Regions from separate parts of the Zea mays genome. Here region 1 is linked to region 2. The links are chromatin contacts, called in public Hi-C maps. All regions are on one chromosome and are shown on one strand. Each heading gives the region's core, a stretch centred on a gene start, on an enhancer-like site or on the middle of the called end of the contact. The rest is flanking DNA. Distances are from core to core; before and after follow the strand shown.

Region 1 (2,863 bases), core at 73-2,572, 140 kb after region 2:
CCATTCTGAGCACAACCACAAATCATGGCATTCCAAGTAATCATGTTGCGGACACTGCTCATTTTGAATACTCTGTAGGCATAGTCTACTGCACCACATTTTGCGTACAGGTCCACGAGTGCGGATTCAACAATGACATCTCCGCATCCTCTCATCCTCATAGAACGGCAGTGGATTTCTTTTCCTAGCTTCACTGCAGACAGACCAGCACAAGATCGCAGAAGAGTCCCTAAGCTATACCAGTCATCGTCCTGCTCCTGCATATGCATCTGTCGAAACAACGAGAGAACCTTCTCATGCTTCCCAGTTTGACAATACCCCCCAAGCAGGGCACACCATGAAACTGCATTCGGAGCCTTCATCCTGTCGAATACCTTGCGTGCATCCACCATCATACCACACTTGGCATACATGTCAAGTGTGCTGCTCTCCACGATGACGTTCCCACACAGGCCACGTGTCACAACCTGCGCGTGTGCCTCCCTACCCTGCCTCGCTCTCTTCATGTTCCCAAGCGCCGACATCATAGAGCCAAATGTGCAGCCGTCCGGCCAAACCCCATCTGTCCTGAGCATAGCCTGAAACCACCGCAGGGCCTCGTCGAACCAGTCGTTCCGCACGAATGCTGATATCAACGACGTGTAGCATATCCCATCCGGTGCGCGCATTTCCTCGAACGCCTTCCGCGCGTCGCCCGGCGCACCCGAGTGGCCGTACATGTCCACGAGCGCGCTCAGCACGACGCCATCGTCGCCGTACCCTCGCACAACGGTGGTCCCGTGCACGCAGGCTCCCGCGCGGAGGTCGTGCAGCACGGCGCACGCCTTGGCGGAGGCGGAAAGCGCGTGCGCGCTGGGGGCGACGTCGTCGTCAGCGCCGTAGCCGCCGGAGGCCATGGTCCTGAGCTGGAGGAGCGCGCGGCGCGGGAGACCCGCACGGAGGAATGCAGCGAGGACGGAGGAGTGCGCGACGACGTCGCGGCGGGGCAGGTCGTCGAACGCCCTGAGCGCGTGAGGCAGGTGGTCCGGGAGGCGGACGTAGAACGCGAGCAGCGCGTTAGCAAGGTAGCGGTCCGCGAGGAGGCCCGCACGCGCTGCGCGGGCGTGGAGGCTGTAGCCGAGGCGCGGGGGCAGCGGGCGGTGTAGGAGGACCGCGGCGAGCGGGAGCGGCGAGGAGGAAGCAGAGCCGGCGGCGAGGCGCGCGGCGGCGGGAAGGTCGCGGGACTCCAGGAGGCGGAGGACAGCACCCACGTCGTGTGGCACGGCTGGGGGCGGCGGCATCGTGTTTTGATGACGGGAGCACAGCGCGCCGGCGGCGAGGAGTCACCGCGGCCAAAAATTGCGGTTCCATCTATTCTACCTGGCGAAGCCCAAGCAGTGCAAACAGCCCACAAAAGCCCAAGCAGCGCAAAGAGGCCCATACAAATCTAGGTTTTCTTCTGTCGCAGAGCAAGAGGATATAAATAATCACCTGACGCCTGCCTCTTCCTACATAGGGTTCCGACTACTGCCGCCGACGGCGTCGATGCATCTACATATGAGTACTCTCGCCGCCTCTTTTTTTTAACTTGGATCACCTATTTTTGATTTGAACATTCAAGCTTCGTCGTGTATCAAGATTGTTTCTTTTATTTTATGTGTGGAATGGTTGATTTTTGCGATAGGAGCGGTGATGAGCAATCTTTGTGGACTAGAGTTTCTGATACTACGAAGGTAGTATTTGACGACCAAACCCTTGGCTGTCTGAGCTCCCAATTCACAGTCTTAGCCTTTTTTGCTGTTCATATATGTACTAGACTAGTGGTCTTTATTTCCTGTTATAATGCTATGGTATAGTGAGATTTTGAGCAATGATGAACAACTGTGTTTTGGACTAGAGTTTCTGATGCTACTACTTCGTTGGTGGTAGTTGAAGACCAAACCCTTGGCTGTCTGAACTCATCTCACAAACCATCATTATGCTTGTTGGTTCTTCGTAGTTATTAAAAATATATTTTGTTGCATGCGTCCATTACCAATTCCGGAGGATGATTTTGTTCCCTCACGGTATAATGGCTCGGGCGCAACATGCTATTCTCTTGATGTGCGGTCATATCCTTATTGGTTGCGTTCTTATGCCAATCCGGCCCTGGAAAGCTCGCATATAGTATTGACATGTTAAATATTCTACATTTTCCCCCATTTGTTTCAGGATCTAAATGATGTGAAACTTTGAAAGGGAAAGCGTCCAATCTGTTCGATTGTGATGTACCATGACAGTTCTTTCATATTGAATAGGAAGATCTGATAGATTCTTGAAACTTGTTTTTGATTCTTTCCTCTGTTTAGAGATGTGGATGATGACAACACAATTAAAATACAGTTATCCCTGTCTGATTCCTTCAAAAAGGGTGCTGAGAACATTTTTCTGACACATTTCTTTATTTTATTTTCAATAGTTGGTAGAAAAAATAGCTGTTTTACTATTATCGTTGATCTTGGCCTTTGATGACATGATGGTTACAGACGAGGCAAAATTTTGTCTAATCTGTTGATATTTATCATGAACTAGGACGGTCTGAGGCCATTTGGTGACATATGGGTCTTTACCGCAATTGGTGTTCAGATATTAACATTCCCAATCATTAATTATTTTTAAATGTTTGTGTATATATATAAATAAATGTGGCTGTGACGACTTGGAAATATTCAAGCTCAACAGACCAAATCACATGTCTATCTCTATAGAAGAGATTGATCTGTATGCCGACTATCCATTTGAACCGAGCCATACGATTTGTCTTGTTGTCCTCAGCCATTTACAATTTAATTCTTTTTGTCTTTAATGTACAATTTCTGGGTTGTGTTGTAATGATGTGTCAAGA
Region 2 (3,240 bases), core at 379-2,878:
GAACAACGGAGTGAGCAGCGTGATGCGGCAGTAGTACTCCGGGTGGTGGTCCCAGAAGATGCAGGGGACAAGTTCGTGCAGAGACGTGTCCAGCTCCACCCTCCAGCACTGCTCAGCCACAGGTTTGCCGCCACGGCTGTGATGAATGGCTGGTAGGGCCGGCTCTAATTTGTTCCTTGTGCGCATGTGGAAGTGGGGGGGTGCCTCGCTTCCTCCCTCTCGCACACTTCTTGGACTTAGGGCTGGAAACGAGCCGAGCCGAGCCAGGCTCGGCTCGGCTCGGTGAGGCTCGGTGGAATAGCGAGCCGAGCCAGGCTCGGCTCGGTCACTTAGCGAGCTCGGTAACGAGGCTCGGCTCGGCTCGATATAGGCTCGCGAGCCGGCTCGGCTCGGCTCGCGAGCCTGTACACTCAAGTACTCAACAACAGTAAATATAGTCATTAACTCAAATTTGAAGCATAATATGTTCCATATAATAAAAAAAATATATCCCGACACTCTAGTTCCTTGTGAGTTGTGACCAAAACAGCACACTTACACATTGGTCAACGAAGATACGAGTAAGAAGTAGTTTGGACCGAGCCTCGAGCCGGCTCGCGAGCCTCACCGAGCCGGCTCGGCTCGGCTCGTTAGTGTAGCGAGCCACGGAATTAGGCTCGGCTCGGACTCGTTTAGGCTCGCGAGCCTCACCGAGCCGAGCCGAGCCTGATCGAGCCCGAGCCGGCTCGCGAGCCTCGAGCTTTTTTTCCAGCCCTACTTGGACTCATGGGCGAATAGGAAGGAAAGAGGAGCTCGAAAGCCTGAAGAAACCCACCTCCTCATGATGCCCTCTTCTCCGCTGTTCTAGTACACCCTACCGGCGCACCGCGAGATTCTGCTGTCCGATCTCAATCCGTGGGTCCGTTGCGAGCATGGACATGGAAAGCCGAGACGGCTTTTCGCTCCATTTCCGTTCAACTGAAGAAGCCTAGCTACAAATGGCGTTGTGTAGTAGTAGTAGTACGTCGTACCAATGGCGTGCGGTGCCTGATTCTTTTTATTTTCCCAGACGATTGACGACGGGCGAGGGCCGGAGTACCAAGTTGGCGTACAGTACTGTCGACGAGAGTCCACGCGTACATCCACCTACGCTTGACGTATGACACATGGAGCGAACACCGCCCCTGGCGCTGCCGCTGACATGCATGCCGCCGGCAAGGCCGGCCCTTTACTCCCGTCGCGTCGTCGTCGTGCTCCATTTGCGCTGCATGCAGGTAGCAGAAGCGTGCGTGGCCGGCGGCCCAGTTGCGTACGTACATCGACCGTACCATACATACATACGATACGATCGAACTGGGCTAGCCGCTCTACCGACCATATACGCAGGTCGGCGGGTGGTTAGATTAGACCCCATTTCCCTACCGACTCGTCGGCCGTTCCGAGAGACGGAGACCGCGTCGTCCGCTCCTCAGTTCCCTACCGACTCGTCGTTCGGATATCCAACTCGCTGCGCAAAGCAGGGTAGCTAGCTAGCGACAACCGAACCCCACTACCGGACTAGCCAGTAGCCAGCGCACACGTCGACGTCGTCACCGTGCCTTGCTGGCAGGCACTGTGTATTTATAGCCCAGCACCCGGCTCGGCACAGCAAGAGCTCGAGACCGACAGGACGAGACTCGCAGCTAGCTGACACGGCCGAGAAGCAGCTTGCATTGCAGGCGTAGTACGTACCCAGCAGCAGCTAGCACTAGCAGTCCATCGGAGCGACGATGGTGAGAAGGACGGTGCTGGCGGCGCTGCTGGTGGCCGCCGCCCTCGCCGGCGGCGCGCGGGCGCAGCTCAAGGAGGGGTTCTACGACTACTCCTGCCCACAGGCGGAGAAGATCGTCAAGGACTACGTGAAGGCGCACATCCCCCACGCGCCCGACGTCGCCTCCACCCTGCTCCGCACCCACTTCCACGACTGCTTCGTCAGGGTACGTACTATAGGAGTTAGCAAACAAGGCGCTAGCCGCTAGCTGCGTGCGCGGCGACGAATGCCCGATATGCCGATGCCGACGATGACTGACCGCGCCATGCGCTCCCGCCGTTGCACGCAGGGCTGCGACGCGTCAGTGCTGCTCAACGCGACGGGCGGCAGCGAGGCGGAGAAGGACGCGGCGCCCAACCTGACGCTGCGCGGCTTCGGCTTCATCGACCGCATCAAGGCGCTGCTCGAGAAGGAGTGCCCCGGCGTGGTGTCCTGCGCCGACATCGTCGCGCTCGCCGCCCGCGACTCCGTCGGCGTCATCGTCAGTGCTCCTGATCGAGTCCCCCCCCCACCCCATGCATCTGCGCTTCCTAAGCCGGCAAAACCTATATATAAACCGGTCGAACGCGCATGCATGCAGGGCGGTCCGTTCTGGAGCGTGCCGACGGGGAGGCGCGACGGCACCGTGTCCATCAAGCAGGAGGCGCTGGACCAGATCCCCGCGCCCACCATGAACTTCACCCAACTCCTCCAGTCCTTCCAGAACAAGAGCCTCAACCTCGCCGACCTCGTCTGGCTCTCAGGTACGTACTTCCCCAAACCAAACACCTGACCCCCTCCATGATCCGTTGACGCCACACCGTTCTGAGCAGAAGAAGAAGAAGATTATCTTTTCACCTGTCAATCAATCAGCTTAATTTACATGCCAAGGAAGAACTAGACAGATATTAGGCAGTGACAGGTCTGACTAGTCCTATGATTACAAGCCACGCTTGCGAGTTTATTAAACATTCCAACGGCACCGACACCCAGTGCTGCTACTTTCGCTTTCGCTGGGTCAATCATTTGTTTGGTCAGGCTGGCATAAGCAGTACCACTGCTATGATTGTGCTAGAGGACTGGTAGCCTCGTGAGTCGTGACAAACTGTTTTATGATTTGAGAAAATAACTGGACAAACAGCAGGAGCCTAGAACGTTTTAGTAGCAGTTAGTTCGCTGTCATAGCCGGATTGGACAGACAACCTGAACATGCACAGAGCGGCCCTGCTAGGTAGAAGTACTGCTGTCTTCTCCGTTCCAAATTATAAGCTATATTCTAAAATTATAAAGTATAAGTTATATTCTAACTTTATAGGTTTTATTTTTTTAATTATAAGATAGTTTAAGATTTCTAAATTTCTAATTTTTTACTATATATCTAGACATAATATGTATTTAGCGACGTACTAGCATGTAGCAAAAGCTATAAGTTTTAAAAAGTCAGGAAAAAAACTTTTTTGATTTAGAACAAA

The links. A called contact is a pair of places that touch in the nucleus more often than the background predicts.
Region 1: a Hi-C map of tassel shows a contact between it and region 2, with 2.9 times the contacts expected there. The contact joins the promoter of LOC103626319 here to the promoter of LOC100283382 in region 2. A contact is called at or near these places in 3 of 25 Hi-C or Micro-C datasets (ear, leaf and tassel).

What each region holds. Positions count from the first base shown.
Region 1 is chr5:49,404,551-49,407,413 of Zm-B73-REFERENCE-NAM-5.0, forward strand. It overlaps LOC103626319 (pentatricopeptide repeat-containing protein), which reads right to left and starts at 1,323. Exons shown (of 2, transcript NM_001364072.1): 1 at 1-1,323. The coding sequence starts at 1,280. It overlaps LOC100277243 (a long non-coding RNA gene), which reads left to right and starts at 1,502. Exons shown (of 1, transcript NR_157080.1): 1 at 1,502-2,407. LOC111589450 (small nucleolar RNA snoR20a) reads left to right here and starts at 2,480; the gene lies at 2,480-2,563. LOC111589447 (small nucleolar RNA Z107/R87) reads left to right here and starts at 2,663; the gene lies at 2,663-2,771.
Region 2 is chr5:49,268,135-49,271,374 of Zm-B73-REFERENCE-NAM-5.0, forward strand. It overlaps LOC100283382 (peroxidase 39), which reads left to right and starts at 1,629. Exons shown (of 4, transcript NM_001156283.2): 1 at 1,629-1,955; 2 at 2,079-2,270; 3 at 2,370-2,532. The coding sequence starts at 1,749.